Regions from separate parts of the Mus musculus genome. Here all the other regions are linked to region 3. A link is a contact called in public Hi-C and promoter capture Hi-C data. All regions are on one chromosome and are shown on one strand. The core of a region is the stretch at or near the end of the contact, and the rest is flanking DNA. Distances in the headings are between cores, read along the strand shown. Region 1 holds the start of Rnf13 (ring finger protein 13). Region 2 holds the start of Commd2 (COMM domain containing 2). Region 3 holds the start of Rap2b (RAP2B, member of RAS oncogene family). Region 4 holds the start of Lekr1 (leucine, glutamate and lysine rich 1).

Evidence for each region. Promoter capture Hi-C pulls out the DNA fragments that hold promoters and counts their contacts. Hi-C and Micro-C count contacts between places; a contact is called where the count stands out from the background.
Region 1: a Hi-C map of muscle stem cells shows a contact between it and region 3, with 4 times the contacts expected there. The contact joins the promoter of Rnf13 here to the promoter of Rap2b in region 3. A contact is called at or near these places in 2 of 484 Hi-C or Micro-C datasets (CD4 T cells and muscle stem cells).
Region 2: a contact with region 3 is called in a promoter capture Hi-C map of pre-B cells. The contact joins the promoter of Commd2 here to the promoter of Rap2b in region 3.
Region 4: a contact with region 3 is called in a promoter capture Hi-C map of pre-B cells. The contact joins the promoter of Lekr1 here to the promoter of Rap2b in region 3.

Annotation. Positions count from the first base shown.
Region 1 is chr3:57,732,846-57,737,915 of GRCm38.p6, reverse strand. It overlaps Rnf13 (ring finger protein 13), which reads right to left and starts at 1,859. Exons shown (of 10, transcript NM_001113413.3): 1 at 1,716-1,859.
Region 2 is chr3:57,649,095-57,654,036 of GRCm38.p6, reverse strand. Commd2 (COMM domain containing 2) reads left to right here and starts at 2,353. Exons shown (of 5, transcript NM_175095.4): 1 at 2,353-2,450; 2 at 2,538-2,615; 3 at 3,264-3,346; 4 at 3,822-3,995. The coding sequence starts at 2,384.
Region 3 is chr3:61,362,732-61,367,594 of GRCm38.p6, reverse strand. Rap2b (RAP2B, member of RAS oncogene family) reads right to left here and starts at 3,088. Exons shown (of 1, transcript NM_028712.4): 1 at 1-3,088. The coding sequence starts at 2,538. The coding sequence ends at 1,987.
Region 4 is chr3:65,664,836-65,669,558 of GRCm38.p6, reverse strand. It overlaps Lekr1 (leucine, glutamate and lysine rich 1), which reads right to left and starts at 3,331. Exons shown (of 13, transcript NM_001166659.1): 1 at 3,248-3,331; 2 at 381-469. The coding sequence starts at 428.

The DNA.
Region 1 (5,070 bases), core at 610-3,109, 3.6 Mb after region 3:
CACATTACTTCCACTGCACATCGAGACACCATTTTGACTTCAGGTAAGGCAGAGGAAAACATACACATATGACTAAGACAACTAACTTTCCCTATACAAAGACTATAGTCTATATAATCAATTCAAGGAAGCATAACTATGATACAGACATATTTTATTTCATTTAATCTTCACAACTTCACCCTTTTTTCATTTTTTTTAACTTTCTCACTTATTGTGTGTGTATGACTTGGGAGGTAAGACATATACCACAAGGTTCATGTGGAGAGCCGAGGACAGCTTTGTGGAGTCAGTTCTCCCCTTCTTCCTCTATGTGGGTTCTGGAAATCTAATCCAGACCATTAGAACTGCAGGGCCAGCTCTACTACTCACCAAACATCTCACTAGCCCTTTCCATATTTACTGATGTCACCCAACACTGGAGGGTAAGTCTAGTCTGATTCCCAAATTTGAAACTCTTTGGAAACAGTTTTTTGTTTTGCTTTGCTTTGCTTTTTGCCTGATTCTACAATATTACACTTTATATCTTCCTCTTGACCCGCATAAAAACAAAAACAAAAACAAAAAAAAAACTATACCTGAAATTAACTCTATGGCCATAGATTATAAAAAGAAGAAAAAAGTCTATTAATGAATCCCTGTGGCCCTCCACACTCAACTCCTATTTAAAGACCACAGTCCTCTGAAATGAATTCTTTTTGACCCATTAAAAACTGTCTTTAAACAAGGCTTGATGGCTAGTAATTCCAGTACTGAGTAAGCTGAGGCAAAAGAATGGAAGTCTGAGATCAGACTGGGCTACATGTAAGGACCATGTCTCAAATAAATAAACAATGACCCTGTGGCCAATTAAACTCTCAAAAGTTCTTCCCTAAATCTTTAAATAGCCTGTCTCTACTGGCTCTTGGGAGGCACGGCCACTTTACTGTATTGTATCAGAAAGTGCAGCTGTCTTCTGGGCACTGCTGAAAGGAACGCAGTTTCCACTGGAACTGCTGCATCACTGGTAGAAAACAGTATAATCCAGGCAGGTTTGGGGCAGACATCAGCCTATAGCAGCTGCCCACGGTGCTGAAATTGAAGATTAAAATGGGAGTTATGGAAATTAACTACTGCCAGATTAGAAGAAAATAGGGCAATTGACCATAAGCAAGCAGAGAACATGCAGCAAAGTTGTTTCCCTCTCAGGGGCAGATCAATTCAATAAGCGTCCTTGCAAAAAAGTTCGGACTTCCAACATTGGGTAGGAAAAAAAAAAAAAAAGGCAGTATGTGGCCCTAGCAAGGTCACGTCCAAGCCTGTGAGCTGAGCTTTTACGGAAGGAAAGGGGAGTGGGTGAGAAAAGGAAGGAAGCAAGCGATGAGATTTTCTTCTTCTTCTTTTTAAAGACAAAACAGCCCGAGAGTATTTTCGCCGAGGACTTAAGAGGCAAGTCCTGGACTAGAGAAGTCTTCCAAGTATCTTTCCAGGCCACGGGGACCTCTGGAAGGGGCCGTGGGAAGCAAAATCCATAGCCCGACAACTTCAGATCTACCAGCCCGCAGGATGGGATGCTAAGGACTCCTCTCCCGCACGGGCCTGTGCTGTCACTGCACGTAGCAGAGGAGCCCGACCGTCCCCACCTCGGGCTACCGCACCCAGGCCGGAGTGGGTGTGTTCTCCCGGCCAGGCCCGACAACCCCCGCCTACCGCTGCGGAGCCACGCTGGTTCTTACCTGAAGTCCGCCCCCGGAACCTAGGCTCACGGCCACCCAAGAGAAGTCGCTACCCGGACTTCATGACTGAGTATCCGCACTGAGCCCCTACCCAAGCAAGTCGGAGAAGGGACCACAACAGCGGGCAAGCGGAAGTCCCGCCTCCCATGCCTCATTGGCCCATACTCGGAGGTAAAGAAATATTATTGGGCTGTGATGTTGCCCGTCACGGCCCCGCCCCTCTCGCGGAGTCGCGCAGCCTGCCTCTGCTGGGTTGGGAGAATTGCCCAGTTTTTGAGTGTCGTTCTGAACCGCGTGATACATCATCCCTATTAGGAACGGGGAAGATGAGGGAGGGACGGCTTTTGGAAGCCCTGGGTGCGGTGGAGAAGCCACCCTGGACTGCCCCAGCCTGATCCGCAGATGATTGGCTTGCAGAGTGAGGCCCTAGCGAAGGCTGTGTGTCTGAGTGGCCCGCAGCGATCCGAGGCCGAAGAGCCGCGAAGTGTCTTGCACCCTCCCGGGAGAGGGCCGATGAGGGCGGGGAACTCCGGGTGACGCCTTGCGCTGGAATCCAGGTCGGGTTAGAACTAACCGCCCGAGGTTTATGCAAGAACCACGAGGCCTGGCAGGGAGCCGGGCTGATCAGCTCACTGCTTGACTAGCCAAAGTCCAACCACGCGATTCAGTCCTCAAAACAGCCTTTCAAAAACCATGTCACCTTTTGAGGAACGAAAATCTCATCCCTTGAGTTCTCATACTTTTTCACCCCCTAGTCTGAAAAAGCAGAGTTCTTGGATTGAAATGACCTATTGGGCCATCAACATTAACAGCTCCTAAACTACTGCCTTTTGTTTTTAATGCGGTTTGATGCAAAGATTCTGACATGCCCTAATCGAACTGGCCCTAATAAAGCATCTTTGAGGCCCATACTGGCATCAAATATTTAATTAACATGTTTGGATTTTGGTTGTGGGGGGAGTTATTACAGGAATGTAAGTTGTTTATAGCCTCGTTTGCTTCAGGAGCCCTAAGTAGGTGGGGAACAAGAATAGAAAGATTTCCTATTCTTTTTTCTTGTGCCTTTTAAACTAGAATCTACTCTAAATACCACTCAAGCAATTTAAGAAAACAAATGTAAGGGATTGAAGATTGAGTTCACAGTCAGCACCCAGAGCACTTGCCTAGCAAGCACTAGACTCTGGGTTACAGAAAAGGGAGGGAACAAAAAAGAATCAGATTAGAATAATAAGGACCATCAAAAACATTTTCAGCTGCATAGCCCATAATTGTATAGTTAATGTATTTTTCATGTATTGGGAAGAAGACATTCACAACTATATAACTGTGCTTTGACAAAGTCATGAAGGTCGAGATTGGGAATATTGTTATGAAGGCTAGAGTACTATACAGAGAGGTGCTATATCTTTTGATGCATCTTTAATTAAATTCTCTCAAAATGGTTTTCTATATTAAATTAGATTTCTTCCATAATATAAAAGTTTTTTTAAGGACAAAAAATAAAGCCAGTTGCTAATTCCTTAAATAGAAACTCTTAAGAAGAGAACATTTTGCTTCTGTATTCAGTCTGCTCTGTAATCCATGGTAAATATATAGTTCTCTCAGAAATAAGCAAGGTAATGTATTTGTGTTGCACTTGGGCAGACTAATGGTGATATATATATATATATATATATATATATATATATATCCCTTGTATTGAATGAAGGCAAATTAGAAGATAGAGTGGAAAATAATATTTTCAATTGTCTTTTTTTCGAGAGCATGAAAATTTTAATAGAGTATATGATGATAAGAAAAAAAAAACACCAATTATTCCCTCCTAAAATCCAATCATCTGGATGTGATGGAATAGGCCTAAAATTCCAGCACTCAGGAGGATCTAAAGTTACAGGGCCTCTTTAGCTTTGTAGCCACTTCAAAGCCAGCCTAGGAAACATAAGACTGTCTTATTTACTATGACTGTGTGTTATAACCAAGGCAACTTATAAAAGCAAATGTTTAGTTGGGCCTTTGGTTTCAAGGGTTTATTAGCCAGGGTTCTCTAAAGTGACAGAACTTATAGAATGAACATATATGAATATATCAATATATGTGGGATTTATTAGAATGATGTAAAGGCTGCTGTCTAGCTAATCCAATAATGGCTGCCTATGAATAGAAAGTCCAAGAATCCAGTAGGCTCAACTGTACACACTGGGATCCCTAAGTAGGCTCTAACGCCAGTGTAGGAATGGACTCACTAGCAAGGTGAGAGCAAGCAAGCAAAGGGCAAAAGCTTCCTTCTCCCCTGTCCTTCCATAGGCTTCCAGCAGAAGGTGTAGCCCAGGTAAGAGGAGGGTCTTCCCACCTCAAAAGATCTGTTTTAAAGATGTATCTTCCCAACTAAAAGATCTTGATTAAAGGCTTGTCTTCCTACCTCAAAGTTCTGGATTAGAAATGTATCTTGGTACTTAAAATTAAGCAAAAGTTCTTCACAAGTGTGCCCTCCATTTTGGGGTTTTAGTTAACTCCTTATGTGGTCAAGATGAGAACCAAATATAGCCATCAAATAACCCTCTTATTTTCATTCATATGTATATAGATAGATATAGGTATAGGTATAGGTATAGGTATAGGTATAGGTATAGATATAGATATAGATATAGATATAGATATAGATATAGATATAGATATAGATATAGATATAGATATAGATATAGATATAGATATATAGAGATGCCAAAGACCAGCCTGGCATGGAGAGGAATTCTGAGAGAAGGGTGCCTGGGAGCAATGTAAAGAATCCAAGCTGGCTGGCTTTCCAGATTTCTCTCTCTCTCTATCTCTCTCTGTCTCTCTCTCTGTCTCTCTCTCTGTCTCTGTCTCTCTCTCTCTGTGTCTCTCTGTATGTGTGTGTGTGTGTGTGTGTGTGTGTGTGTGTGTGTGTGTGTGTATGTGTGTGTGTCTGGACAGCTTTTTCTTGCGTTCCTAAAAACTCTCTGGTTGAGACAGCTCTCTCTGCTTGTAAAAATTCTAAATGCTATCTGGTTAGCTCATGGGTTTTCTAACCAAATGCAGAAAAGCTGCTATAAAAATTATTGGATCTTCCGACCGAGTCAGGAATCCTGTTAAGAAAAATTTCTGAAGAGCTCTGTTGCTCTCCAGAGATCTCCAGACTGCTCGGCTCTCCATAGAGAAAAAAATTCTAAAGAACTTCTATCACTTTTTGCTAATTCATCTCATGCAAACCAAAAGCCCAGTTTTCTAATTTACATATCAAGTCAGTTATTTATCCCAGGATTCCTTTTGATTATCTTATGAATTGCCATCTGTGGCCCCAGCCCTTCGATTCTTAAGGGGCATCAAGCATACA
Region 2 (4,942 bases), core at 1,104-3,603, 3.7 Mb after region 3:
GGTAGCAGGTGGTAGCCTCTACGGTTACATCTCCTGTGCAGATTTCTGATAGTAACATTCCTAACCCTGCAAGTGCTATGATCCCTGGGCAAGCCTTAGTGTTGGAATAGACCTTGAACAAACAGCGCCAGACCCTGACTAAAGAGCTTTTCTCCCCTAAAGCTTGCTGAAATCCCCTGCCACTATGTTGAAACTCCAACCTCTTGCCAGGCATGGTGGTGCATGGCTTTAATCCCAGCACTCAGGAGGCAGAGGCCAGCAGACCTCTGAGTTCAAGGCCAGCCCTTCTACAGAAGAAGTTCCAGGCAGCAATGAAGAGAGACCCTGTCTCAGAAGACCACAAAAACAAATAAAACAAAACCCTCCAGTTCTTCCCTCCTCACTGCCATTTCCAAACTCATCTGCCCACTCTGCCCTTGCATCCTGATAGCCAGGCAAGGGAGTTTCTAAAGATAAACAGACCTGTGTGGATAAACAGCTCCAGGAGGGAGAAACTACAGGCTTACCTGTAGCCCTAGCAGTTGCATTCCCAAACTGCCTACATAAGCCCAAGCACCCCCTTTTCCTTTTGCAGACACTGCCTTCATCCTGTGCCTGCCCTTTCTGTTTGAAATAAAGAGTTCCATCCGTTGAGGTCAGACTGGTCTATTTCCTGCCTCTATAAGCTGTTTCTTTAAGCTGCCTCGGAAATCTAATGTTGTGCTACTTCAGAAATCTAACATTGGTAGTGGAATCCTTACTTCTACAAGGTTCATGGCTCTTGTATAGGTCTACAGTAAGTACCAAGACTCTTTTATAGGTGTAAAAAAAAAATCAAGATATCTTAGTCTTGGGCAGTAGCCAGCACTGAAGATACTAAATAGGCAGGTATCCAATTCCTCACCCCTTGGTGATAGACAATTGTGTAGTTCCTGGGCCTGGGGTAGTTGAAAACATTGGCTCCCTAGAACTCAAGAACTCTTTGATTATTTCTAAAATAATTTTTATGACATTAGGAAGAGACAGAGAGTGAGAAAAGGGAGAGAGGGGAGGAGTGAGTTAATATGTGAACACATGTGCCTCAGTGTACGTTGGTGAGTCAGAGAACAACTCATATGTGTTGGTTTTCTCTTCTACCGTGAGGGTTCCAGGGGTTGAACTCTTGTCTTCAGGCTTCACAGCAAGCAGCTTTTATCCACTGAGCTATCTTACCCACTCAGCTATCTTACCCACCCAGTCTGTTTGAATCTTTACCATCTTCTATCCCTCTTCAGTTCCTAAGAAACTGGTTATTTTACGTTCCCCGCCTCTCAGCTCTCCCTCTTCTGCTGGCAAGAGTCAGGCTGTGCTGTCACTTCTATGGCTTGATGTTCAGAATGCTCAGCTGTCGCAGCTGCTGCCACATGGCTGCTTTTATCATTGCTGCTATAGCACTGTATCTGCTTCCAGAAGTGGGCAAGAAAAGACCCCTAGAGAGAAGCCTTTTATTGAGTCCAAAGTTGTAGCAGCAAGGGATACAGTGTAGGGTGTGTCTATCCCTACCTGCTCATGAACTGAGCAGCCAGCTTCTAAATCTGAAGAAATGGTGTTTGCACCATTTGAAGCAAACCTCACATGTAAACAAAGGTATGTTTGGTTAGCATCTTCCCTTTTGTACTAAGAAAGTGCTCCCTTTCTTGCCTAAGTGGACACGTTCACAGGCTTATTTAGGGATCATGAAGGCTTGTGATAACACAAAGTCCTACACAAACTGTTCAAAACTACCCTAGTTGGGGCTGTATCTTCAGAAATTAATGCAAAGACCTCTGCTCATAGTGTAGTCATAGTGTAGTTTCTTCAAGGTATTTGTGGAGTGTACAAAATAGTCACTACATATATATTTATGTATATATACATGTAATATACGTATACATATATACATATATATACACATATATATACATATACACATACACATACATATACATGAGTATATGTATATACATATACACATATACACATACACATACATATACATATACATGAGTGTTATATACCCAAAACTAGAGTTAGTGATGGTTGAGAACGTGAGTACTGGAACCGAATCTGGTTCTTCTGCAAGAGCAACAAGAGATCTTAACCACTTAACCACCATCTCTCCAGCACTACATATTACACTTTTGCAGGATGGCTCATGAATGAGTGGAAGACTTGTACCTTCAACTCTTTTAACCAGCGTTCACTGCCTACCTTCACTCCTATAGAGTGAACCGGACGATACCGTGCTCCTAGGACTGCCAGCAACCGGAACCCAAAGCATGGGCTGTACCGCGACGCCCGCCGGAACTTCTTTTTGCCTGCACAGAGGTCGGAAGTGGTGAGGGCGGGGCCGGCGCCGGGTGGCAAAGTCTGAAGAGCCGCTAAAATGCTGCTGGATTTGTCCGAGGAGCACAAGGAGCACTTGGCCTTCCTGCCGCAAGTGGACACTGCAGGTAAGTTAGTGCTTGCGGGGTGCTTGCGGCGGGGACAACCCGGGGGACAGCCCGGCACTCACAGCCTGCTGCTGACTTCCGTTGCAGTGGTCGCCGAGTTCGGGAGGATCGCCGTGGAGTTCCTCCGACGGGGCTCAAACCCGAAGATCTACGAAGGCGCCGCCAGTAAGAAAGGGGGAGGACGGGCTCTGTCTGTGGAGCTGGAGAGTGCGATCCATTCTCTTTCTCCGCAGGAGTCTTTGCAGGTCCTAGGGTCTTGTTCCTTGTTCCTCTTAAAACCCCGCAGAGCAGTCAGTCAAGGCGCACACTGCAAGGAGCTGCGCGCTTTTATAACTAGTGTGGAACAAATATCTTCATATTTAAAATGAATACAGTGCCACCTGCCTTTTAGAAATATTCTGGTGCTTAATAAAATACCGCATGCTGAAGAAGTGGAACTGTCATCGAAGTGTTTAGTAAACATTTGCTACCCAGAAACTGCTTTTTTTCTAAGCTGGGGGGGGGGGGGTGGTGGTGGTGGTGGTTGAGATTAAGAACATCTCTACTGACTTCTCCTTCTGCCTGGGTTGAAGGGGCTTTGTGTGTCTGTTCACAGGTTTGTGTTTTGTTAGGCTGACTTGGAGGGAAATAGCCAAGGCCCCTGTTAGTGGAGTGGGTTAAGAAGGAACAGTAGTCTCCGCTTAACTCATTTTTATTGTATAGTTTGAAAACAGAGCAATTGAATGTGTTTATTTTTAAACAAATTGATAATCTGTTTATTTCTTCACCACCCCACCACCACCACCACCACCACCACCACCACCACCACCTTAGGAAAACTGAACGTGAGTAGTGACACTATCCAGCATGGTGTGGAAGGATTAACGTATCTCCTCACCGAGAGCTCAAAGCTTATGGTAAGACTTCTGAGAGCTGTATTGTATCACCCAGATCCTTTCAAACTGGCGCCTATTACAATATTTCTAACTCATAATCGAATTTGTGCAGTATACCAAAACAGTGCTATTGGCGTTATCTAATATGAATTCCTCTTGCCGGTTTAAATTATAATTGTCTCTATTTCTGCATCATGTGCCATCACCCATGTATGTCAGGAGATGGGAGAATGAAATATTGCATTTTTAAAAATGTATCAGCAGTCATTATCTGGCTTGATGGAAAAATATTAAATAAAATTAGGCATCTTAATTTCTTTCCTATTTTAATAAGGTTATTTTGTATATTAGTAACTTGGATTTCAGAATGGTGGGTCTTTAAGGAATGTTCTAAATAGAATTAGAGGATATAATGTACTTGTGTGTGTAGAAATGGTTTAGCATTTACTAGACAAAGATAAATTCCAGTGTTCTGTTGAACTCAATTTACCTTTAGATTTCTGAACTGGATTTCCAAGACTCTGTCTTTGTTCTGGGATTCTCTGAAGAACTAAACAAATTATTGCTTCAGCTCTACCTGGACAACAGAAAGGAGATCAGAACTATTCTGAACGAGTTAGCACCTCGTCTTCCCAGTTACCATAGTCTTGAGTGGCGGCTAGATGTACAGGTATGGCTTTTCCTTTTCTTAAATCTGTTATTTACCAACTTAACCAAGCTCTGGTGTGAAAACGAAAATGTAGATTTTAATGGTCACTTTGGGTCATTTCACAAGTAGCTCATTTCCTTTTATTTCTAATTTGATTTACTGAGTTTAATTTGCAAAGGTTTTAAATTTGTTTTTATTACATGTGTTTACTTAATGTATGCGTACATGAATGTCACTTGTGTAGAGGTCAGAGGACAGCTTTCAGAAGTTTGTCCGAAGGGACTGAACTCAGGTAGTCAGGCACAGTAGCAGTTGTGCAATCTGAAAAGTTGTTAAGAAGTCGTTTAGAAGAAAGTATGGTTTACAAAACAGACTTGTTTGTTTGTGTTGCTTTGGTTTTTGGCAATGCTTAGTTTAAAAACACAGTTCTCTCTTGTACACAAAGAAAAGTGTACAAGTCTGTGTACTCAATATCACATAGTCACAAACTCAAAATAGATGTGACCGTGACCAGGACCCCAGAGACATCTTTTTTTTTACCTCCTATTAATGATTGTTCCTTCCCTCCTCTCCAAAGGTAACCACCATCGGAAGTATTTAATGCAGTTTTTTTTTTTTTTTAACTCATTTTATCTGTGCACACATGCAGTGACTGAGGCAATCCTCCTATATAGGGCCGGGGTTAGTTCTGGTAGTGCATTCTCCTAGTGTATTCGAGGCCCAAGCTTGAATCTCTAGCACCGGAACAAAAAAACTTACACAGAACACAAAAAAATCATTGATGTCTGGCTTCTCTGGTAAAACATTGTTTTTGAAAAGATTTGTCATTTAGCTATTTTGGAAGACTCATAAATCCAGGATCCAGGCCCAATACAGACCCCAAGTCTCAGTTACTTGAGAGGCTGAAGCAGTGGGGCCACTAGCCCAGGAGTTTGAGACCAGTCTGGGTAACAAGTGTGAGATACTTT
Region 3 (4,863 bases), core at 1,839-4,338:
CAAATAAAAACTTTGGAAGGGTTGAAATAACGGCTAGAATAATTGTATTCCATCCATACGTTGTAGAGGGCAGGGTGTGTGAGATCAAAGTTAAGATCACTTCTGACTCGGTGTGGGACATAAACAGACAACATCAAACCAAGACAAATAGAAAGTGCCCCTGTTAGTTATTCTGCCAGGTCCACTTTGCTTTCCCAGGCCTAAGAGGGTGTTACTAGCTGGGGGTGGGGGGGGAGTCGGGGAGGGGGGGACTTGCCCCTTTGCTATCAACAGTAAAGTTCATTACTCTTCTTCAGCAGAGCAGTGCTTCCTCATCTGGACAGTCAGATGCCCTGGCCATACCCTGTGAGTCTTAGGCCTTGATACTTTTCTCCACTTTTAAAGACTTGGAAACATTGTTACCCAATTTTTCATAGAAATAATCCTATCTTCAAATTTTGACACATAACTCAAAAGGCATCATGGACCTGGCCCGATCCACCTCCCCGCCTGGCACCATATTCACGGAGACTGTAAATCACTGAATATGAAACACAAAACCACAAATAGTTTGGGGTTTCTTTAAAAATGACAGTTGTATTAAAAGTCTTAAAATGAAGAGACAGTGACTAAATGAGTGGAATTAAAAGTTACAACTTGTTAAAATTCTTTTGGTACATCACAATAAAATTTTGCTCTTTGCCTCTGGAGGAACACCCTGTAACAGATAACAGACATTTCGAAAACAACAGAAAAGGAGAGCTAAAACCTGAAATTAGAACAAAATGAAGGGGGAAAAAATTCAAGACTTATGGACTTAACATTGAAAAAAAAAGCTAAAATTAATGAAGCAATTCACGGAATAACAGGTCCTATTCATCCTGGCTCTTTCAGGAAGATGCTTAAAGTAGTTTTGGGGAAAGCAGAACAGCAGATTCTGGGACATGGTGGGAATTCACAGGTTGGCACCGGCTGGAACAGCTGAGTTTGAAGGCACTCTGCAGACACAGGGGTGCTGGGCGCCCTGAATCACATTTACGAAGTCTTTGTATTGTATTTTTAAAAGCTAGTCAGCAAAATCTGTCACTGCCAACCACAAAAAAAAAAAAAAAAAAAAAAAAAAGCTATACTTACACTCATACACACACACACACACAATAGCACACACAAAAAATGTGCAGATTTGTAACATTTTTCACAGCTGATTAAAAAAAAATACTACCATTCTCCCCCCAGACTCCCCTTTGATACAGTAGGTAATCAAAATAGATTTTTTTTCCCCACAAATATCAGCAGACACTTCCTGGCACCCCACACTGTATTGGCATCAGTGTTAAACAGTCCCAGTTCACATGTGCAATACTTCAGATTGGATACACTGTAACAAGAACCCAACTTTGCATAGACATCCTCAGAATCGTAATCAGTCCCTGGGTTGCCCTTCCAAGCTGGCAGAAAAGGAACCCCTGGTCTTAATTTCTAAATAATCCTGGAAAACAAGGAAAAAAAGTTTCGTCCCCTCTTCTGGCTCCTTCATATGATTTTCTTGGACCTCTTTCCTTGTGTTAAAACTTGGAACTATGAACAGTTGCTCAGGGGAACCCTCCCCCACTGCCTCCTTCCCCTTCACTTCCTCTGCTTCGCCACCCCCATTTTTTTTTTTTCAGGTTTGAAACTTTTGCTTGCCGGTGTCAAGCAGCCAATACAGAGCCTTAATGGCTATTTAAACGGGGAAATATGCATGAACCAAAATCAACGAGGAACGTACACGCTGTATAGAGCCATTTTTCCACCGGGGTCTCAGATGCTCTGCAACGTACACCCTCTCAGACCCTGGCTGAAGGCTGGGGATGCTGGCTACACAAGTCAGCCAGGTTCCTCGGACATCCCAGCCAAGACAACAAAGTCGTCTCCAATCTCAAAGCAAGAAGACAATCACATTAAGAGAATCGGGTGCGTTTGGCTTTGTGCACAGAGCGTGGCCAGCGCCCGGCGGCAGACGGCGCCTCACAGGATCACGCAGGCCGAGCAGCAGCCCTCGTCGCCGTTGGGCTGTGCCGCGTAGTTCATCTGCCTCACGATCTCTGCGAATAGCTCATCCACTGAGGCTTTGTTTTTGGCCGATGTCTCCATGAAGGGGCAGCTCCACTCCTCGGCCAGGGCCTTACCCTCGCCATAGGAGACCTCACGTTCACCCTCCAAGTCCACCTTGTTGCCTACCAGGATCATGGGTACGCGCTCGTACCGCTTCACGCGGATGATCTGGTCCCGCATGGGCTTGATGTCCTGGAAGCTCTGCTGGTTGACCAGGCTGTAGACGAGAATGAAGCCCTGGCCATTCTTGATGTACAGGTCCCGCATTGAGGCGAACTGCTCCGTGCCCGCGGTGTCCAAGATCTCCAGCACCGACGGCGACGAGTCCACCTCGATCTCCTTGCGGTAAAAGTCCTCGATGGTCGGGTCGTACTTCTCGATGAAGGAACCTGTTACGAACTGCACGGTGAGCGCGGACTTGCCCACGCCGCCCGAGCCCAGTACCACCACTTTGTACTCTCTCATGGCTCCGTCGGCGCCCTCGTCGCGCCTGCCGCGGCCCCGTCGGGGCTGCGCGCCGGGGAAGGCTGGGCTGGGCGGACGGGTGGACTTCTCCCCTTCCTCAACTTCGCAGGAAAAACCCCGGCGAGACTAGCCCGGTAGCACGGGCTCGCCAACAGACTAGCAGAGCCCCGCGCCAGGCCGACCGGCAGCGGGGGCGCGTCCCTAGGGCGCGGGTCCCGGGCCCCGCAGCAGCCCTGTCGGAGGACCCTGAGGACAATGCGCGCAGCCGGAGCAAGACAACGGCTGGAGCTCTTCGCCCCGGCAGCCTGGGAGGGCCGGGAGGAGGTGGCGGCTGGTTGCAGAGGCGGCTGCTAATTGGGCGTCCGGCTGAGACACGCGTGGCATGAGTCCCCGCGGAACGTGCGTCCAGCTCCGCGACCCATCACTCTCTCTCCTCTGTCTCCCGCAGCCTCCGCTGGGCGAGGGCTTCCTACTCGCCGCGCGCAGCCCAGCCCTCCCCGCCCAGCCGAGCATGCCCAGTACGTCGCCCGCGGTGCCCCGCCCGAACTCCGCTCCAGCTTTTCCGCCGCATCGGGAGGGGGCGTGACAGAGGGTGTGGCAAACAGGGGCTGGGCGGGGCAGGGCGGGGCGGCGCGAATCTTGGAACTGGGCAGTCTTGCTTGTGTGTGCTTGTAAGTGGAAAGCTCGCCAAACCGAAGTCACCTCGGTCGGGGCTGTGCGGCTGCCGGCCTCCTATGGGGACAGCAGGCAGCAGCTGGCTGCGACCTCTTCGTCGGCTTGCGCTGTTAAAGGATAGACACTTGTCCCCGAACTCAGGCTGCTGCGCGCCTCTCAGGATCGTACACTTGCAGGGCATTTTTCAGGCCCCGGAAGGTAGCAGAGGTTCGTGCTCCCACTTGGCCCGGTGTTCCTCAGTTTCCCACGAAGAACTCGACCTGAGTCCCTGTCCGGACAAGGAGTTAGGGCTGGGAATCTGTGGAGAGCTGCAGCCTTCAGGGCAAGAGTTGCGGGGTCATCCTACGTCTCCCCCCTCCCCAACACCCCTTTGGTTAGAGCCAAAATATGGCTTGTGGATCGAGCCCCGTGGCTCCCGCACCGAGTCAGGGCATGCTCAGTCGGAGGAGCAGGTTTGGGGCTTGCAAGTAGGAAGGTTTCGCACCGCACACCCACACGCCAGCTCAAATTACCTCTCCCAGACTCCCAACTCATTGGCCCCAGGATGTGAGTCTCACACCCCCAAATGTTTTTCCATTGGCTGTTGCTGAGGTTTTGTCGCTTTAGACAGCTTCATTGGCTGCAAAGTCGCCTCCGCTCAGGATTGGTTATTTATAGAGATTGAGTGGAGAGGCGGAGGCCCAGCTGTTCCTTCTCCACTGCTCCCCGCCCCCTTCCACCCACTGCCCGGGCCTGTGCATCTGAAGCTGAGAGGGGAAAAGAAGGAATTTAGGTGGAGTGCTCCAAACTAAATATAGTCCTTTGTTGGTGTTCAGGAGGGAGTCTGACTTCTTTAAGCCCAGTCACGACCGTCCCTTAAAGAGAGCAACTAGAGCTCATTGCTGCTCCCCGTCTTTAAGAAACCCTGAAGTTCCTAACTTGATCTTAGCAGGAAGAAGGCTGGGATGAGCAATGAGCCACCGCAAGTTCGTGGCATCAGGGGAGGTGGGGCTGCCCGGGCTTGCCTCTTCCCAAAGCTCTGTTTGGTGGGGAGGGCAGTCTCAAGACTTGGCTCCGCTCAGTTGCACGGCGATGTGAGGTGACGCCTGGACTTGTCCCGAGTCTCTCTAGATCCTTGCTAGGAGAGATGTCGAGACCTGTCTGTGTACTGCACTGGCAGCGGGAGCCCGGGGGCACAGAGGGGTGGGGATCGGCTTTGTGTCGAGTCAACCAGGGTTAAGTAGCCAGGCTTGCTATCCCCCTGCCACTAGCCTCTGCTTTAAACGTCCTCACGGAAGGAAGAACCGAGCAGTGTTGCTTTTGGTTCCAAGTCACAGCGGTACTTAGGGCTCCATTTGGGAGTGAACCTGCTCCAGATTCTTGGCTGCGGCCCCGAGTGTCCACAGCCGCAAGTACCTGCCAGCAGAGCCAGGCAGAACCTCAGTATAATCCTGTGCCTTACTAAGGTGAAGTGCTTTCTCTCTGCCTTGGCTCTGCCTTTTAGTGGAGGAAGGGTTTTCATGGTCGACTACTGACTGCTTCGATATAATTATGCTTATATAATTCTTCAGAGAATTATCTCTGAAGCAAAACTTTAATATAGCCGGCTAGAACCCTGCCAACATTCTGCCAGTGTTTAATGCCTGCCAAGTGTTTTGCATGCACTATCTC
Region 4 (4,723 bases), core at 2,082-4,581, 4.3 Mb before region 3:
CTGCAGGTCTATGCATGAGTTCTAAGCCAGCCAATGCTATACAATTAGATCCTATCTAAAACAAAACACAATTAAGCAGCACCTGGCACACAGTGGTTGATGAGAATTAATGTACGTGAAAATGCATCATGAAAAGAAATCACAAAAGGCTATAAACAAGTCTAGAATCTGCTTCCACTGGGACTCTAAAGCCAGAAGTGAGATTCTGCATCTGTCTTGTTACACGTTCTGTGCAGTCAACGTTCCAGCGTGGCTACTCCTCCCACCGCAGACTCATCCCTGGTTCTGCTGTAGTTCTCTAAGTTCACTCTCCAGTATTTTACAATGATCTAACCGCTGAGACTCTCCTAATGTTACGCTCTTATAATGCCACATCATACCTTTTGGATTTCTTCAGGTAAGGCATGCATGGGAATGTGACGATCCATAGTTCCCCAAACGTACTGAGAGAGCACTGCAGAAAAACAGCCTGAAAACATTGATGGCCATAGTCAGAATTCATTTAATGACAAGGAAATTCAAATGACTTAAACTTTCTTAGTATCTGAGGACGAACTGGCAAGAAACACTTCAAAGGTGCTTGTTTCTCCAACTCCACAGTAGAAGCTACAATTTAAGTTTCCTCAGCTAGTTTTTAAGCCACTCACACAGAAAGATATTTCAATTATTGACTTATATACCTTTTCTTTCAGAAGTGTATAAACTAATAGTAAAATAATAACAGTGCTTTACTAATTATTTGTTTTGCAGCAGAGTAACTGTAGGATTTTAAGTAGACTTATTTCAGTGTTGTTCTGAAAAATTATAGATATCAAGACCAAATAATATCGTATTATAGCTCAGCAGGATAAGAAAAAAAAAATGCTTGTGCCATCGAGGCTTGCTTAAATTATAGAGTACAAAAAATAGAGTTACTAAGTTATGAAATCCAGGCGCTGAGCCGAAGAGCCACCAAAGCATCAGAGACAACATAGCAACTGTAACAGAGATGGAGATCCACATAAATTTATCTAGATTTTACTTTTAACAGATTTTCATTTGCTAATACCAACAATTCAATATAAAACTTTTTTTTATTACTTTCATGAAACCACAGACAACAGAGACATTATTTTCTTTCTTCAGAGTTTTTCCAAATTGGACAAAGAATACCCAATCCACTCTTGATGAAGAGTCTGCCTCTCTGTCCACGGAAAGAGTAAAGGGAACTAAGAACGGCTTACTGATTAAAGCCCACGCACTGTAATGCCAGTACCCATAAATGTAGAAATAGCAGCTTTGGCGGGCAGAGACAGGGATCCTAGAAGCAAGCTGGGCGACTGGGCTCACTGAGCTGGCTGACCAGTTCAGAACTCAGGTGAGAGGTCCTGTAAGGTAGAGAGTGATGAAGACACTGGGCATCAAACTCCAGCCTCCACACATACAAAAACATGCATACACAGGTGTGCCTATGAACATGAATACACACATGGATTTGTACTAACCAAATGTCAGAGAGAGAGAGAGAGAGAGGTAGAAGATGTCAAGGCCAGAATGGTTGAGTGGAACAGATTCAAGTGAAAGAAACACAGATTCCACAGCAGAAAAGATGGTCTAAGGCCCGTGTCTGCAGAACACAGGCAATGTGAGAGTCAAGAGAGGATAATGACCTATCTTTTGGGTGGGGGATGGGAAATCAGCAAAGGCTTCCTAAGATTGAGTTAAATTAGGGGCAAGAGAGTGAAGGAAAAAATAATGCTGGTGTTATTTTTGTAAACTATGCAACCATCAGTGGAGGAGAGATTCCTCAACCCTGTGTTAGCCCAAAATATCCCTCATTTCAATAAGCTACTATTTAAAACAAACAAAACTAGTGAGCTGTCTTCCCACGTGTGTGCTTGGTAATATTAACTGAGGCCAACCACGGGAGTAATGGTAATTATGTGGACATGGGTCCAAGTGACCAAGTACATAATCATATACTGTCATAGTCACATGGCAAGAAACCAGAAGGCATTATCTTCAGTTAAGCCATCATTGGTGAATGGAAATGATAGTATCTTGGGCTCCACAGGAATATTTTTCCCTTATACAGCCAACTATATCTCCTCTTAAAGTGCCATCCACAAAAGTATTAGCAAGCATGGACCTAAATAACGTATAAATTCAAGGTACCAGTGGGATGTTTATTATTTAATGCCTTCGCTGTGACTACTCTTAACATATTACTATGTCACCAGAAGTGGCAGGCTTCTGGCTATGAAAGAAAAATTTAAAAATAGCACCCTGGTAAATTTGAAAGACCTCTAAAACGAAGTGGAGGAGAAACTGATGTCAATGCACATCGCACAAGACATAGTAACAAGATTACAGGCAAGATACATTCATTGGATTCGTCCCAAGAACATGTGTAACTTGTCCTCATATAAAGACACTTTATTGTAAACCCATGTAAACTGTGAGTGCAGACTGTAATAACTAGGTGCTTTTCTGCTAAGCAATGCATGCTGATGATTACAACTAAGAGGTGGGCACCTAAAATTCCCAAGGTGACTAGAAGGGTACTACTTTCTTTAACGTTTATTTTTGTTATTGCCTATATTTTAAGAAACAGCTTGTAAGCCGATTAGAAAAGTCCATTGGGTCTTTATAAAGATGTGACTACTCGTGAAAAGAATAGTAGAATCCACATATAATTCCGCTTTTCAAGAAGTGTAGGGCTGTTTGCTCTTTAGCAGAAGAAAACGTGATTTTTAAGTTACCCATTCAGTATTTTAACCAAACAAGTTCCTTTTGGTCTTTCCCATTATATATGTGGAAACTGTCCTTGGCAAAAGTACAGAGGTACGTGGCCGCTGCTACGTGCGTTTGAGAACCTTCTCTGTGACACTGGTCACGAGATAGACGTGCGTGTTCTTAAACGCAGAAATGCCCTTGGTGGTTCATTTCCGATTCTTACACCGGTGTCACGCCCGGTCATTAACTCAGGTTCTGCTTCCAGGCCCTTCCTCAAGTACCATTCCGGGGGCGTGATTCACCGAAGGGCAGGTCGGGGGCAAGAGAGCAGGAGGTCACTGCAGGAAACTAACCGCCCGACCGGACTGCGCTGGCCCAGGCCTCGCCTGGGGCGCCGAGAGGCCGCCCCACCTTCCCGCCTTCCTCCTCCCGACCCCCGCCGCCCCGCAGTCCCGCGCCGCCAGTCTCTGCGCCGGAACTGTGTCCCCGCCGACCGGGTCCTCTGAGGACTGAGGAAGGCCATGACCCTCACCTAGCCCGGGACTCCGCAGGGTGTAAAACGGCTTCCCTGGTCTCCCGGGCGACCGCGCTGCACGTTGGCCTGACGTCAAGGCGCGGTGACGTCACAGCCCCCGCCGACGCGGAAGCGGAGCTTCTTTTGCATCATTTGTCCCAAAAGCGAGCTAGGCGGAAGCTGGAGCGGGTGGCGGGGGTCGAAGGAGAGGGCGGATTTACGCGCGGTTCTGTGACGGACGGGGATGGGGCTCTGGAACCCGCGGGGACGACGGGCAGCCGAGGCTGATGAAGAGGCGGGAAGTGGGTGGCCATGTGCCTCATCTGCAGGGGCAATCATTGTTGTCGAACGGAAGGAAAAGAAGCTTTTAAGTGGAATTGACTGGGGAAGGCTTGCTTAGAATTTCATTCTGGTCCAAAGAAGTCAAGATGACGGGTTTAGTTCATGAAGTATTACTGAGACGTGCTACTGCACACTCAAGTAATGGAAGGCCTCTTGTTTTTACACACTGACGACTTCCCTTTATTCATACTTTATTCATAAAACAAATACTGATGACCTACTACGCAACAAGCAAGCAGGATGAGATGATGCTTGGTGACTAACACAGGCCACTGGTATGATTAGTGTCTTCGTAGTCTGCTCCTTTTCCAGGAGCATCTGAGGTCCAAAGTTCTGATCCTCCAGTAACTAAAGAAAACACGGTTTCCTAGCAGAAAAGAACAATAATTGCTGTTAAAGAATAGTTTGCATGAATAGAAAGAAAAGGCATTGGAGAGAGGAAGGTGAACAGGTGATTTGAAATAGTGCCAGATCTATTGGAGCTGCTGGTTGATCACTAGTATGAAAATAACCGCATGAAAATAGTGAATACTCCCCTAAGTCATGAAAGATATAGATTATGCAGAAACTAACAACAGTTACTTACTATTGAGTAACTAGTATTATGTACTGTATATCATTGAATATATACAAGAGGGCTAGAAACAGAGGGCTTCTGACAGCATCACCACGAACACTACACAAAATGTCTCGGTAACTAACATCACTAGATATTAGGAATTTTATACCAAAAGTATTGTTATAGGGCACATAACTACAGTTTGGACAATAATTACCGAGCACTTGTATCTAAAAAGGAAGGCAATCCTCTGAAAATGGGATGAAATCCCATGGAAATGCTATAATTCACTTTCATCTATGCCTCTTCGTTACACATCACCTTGAGTCCATTTTCCTTACCACTGTAAATGCCCTCTCAATCCTAAATCCCATTGCTAATTAGCCACAAGCCTAACTTTCTGTAGGAGTGCCACATGTGGCACTCCTACAGAAAGTTTTCATTATTATATAAAGTCCAGTTTAGGTAGTGGTAGACCCAGTAAGAATTTAAAAAGAAAGGATAGCTTCCGGAAAGAACAGAAATAAGAAGTGTATTTCCAATTGGCCTATGCCAAATGGTCAGCCCTTGAAAACATGCATACAAGAAACAGT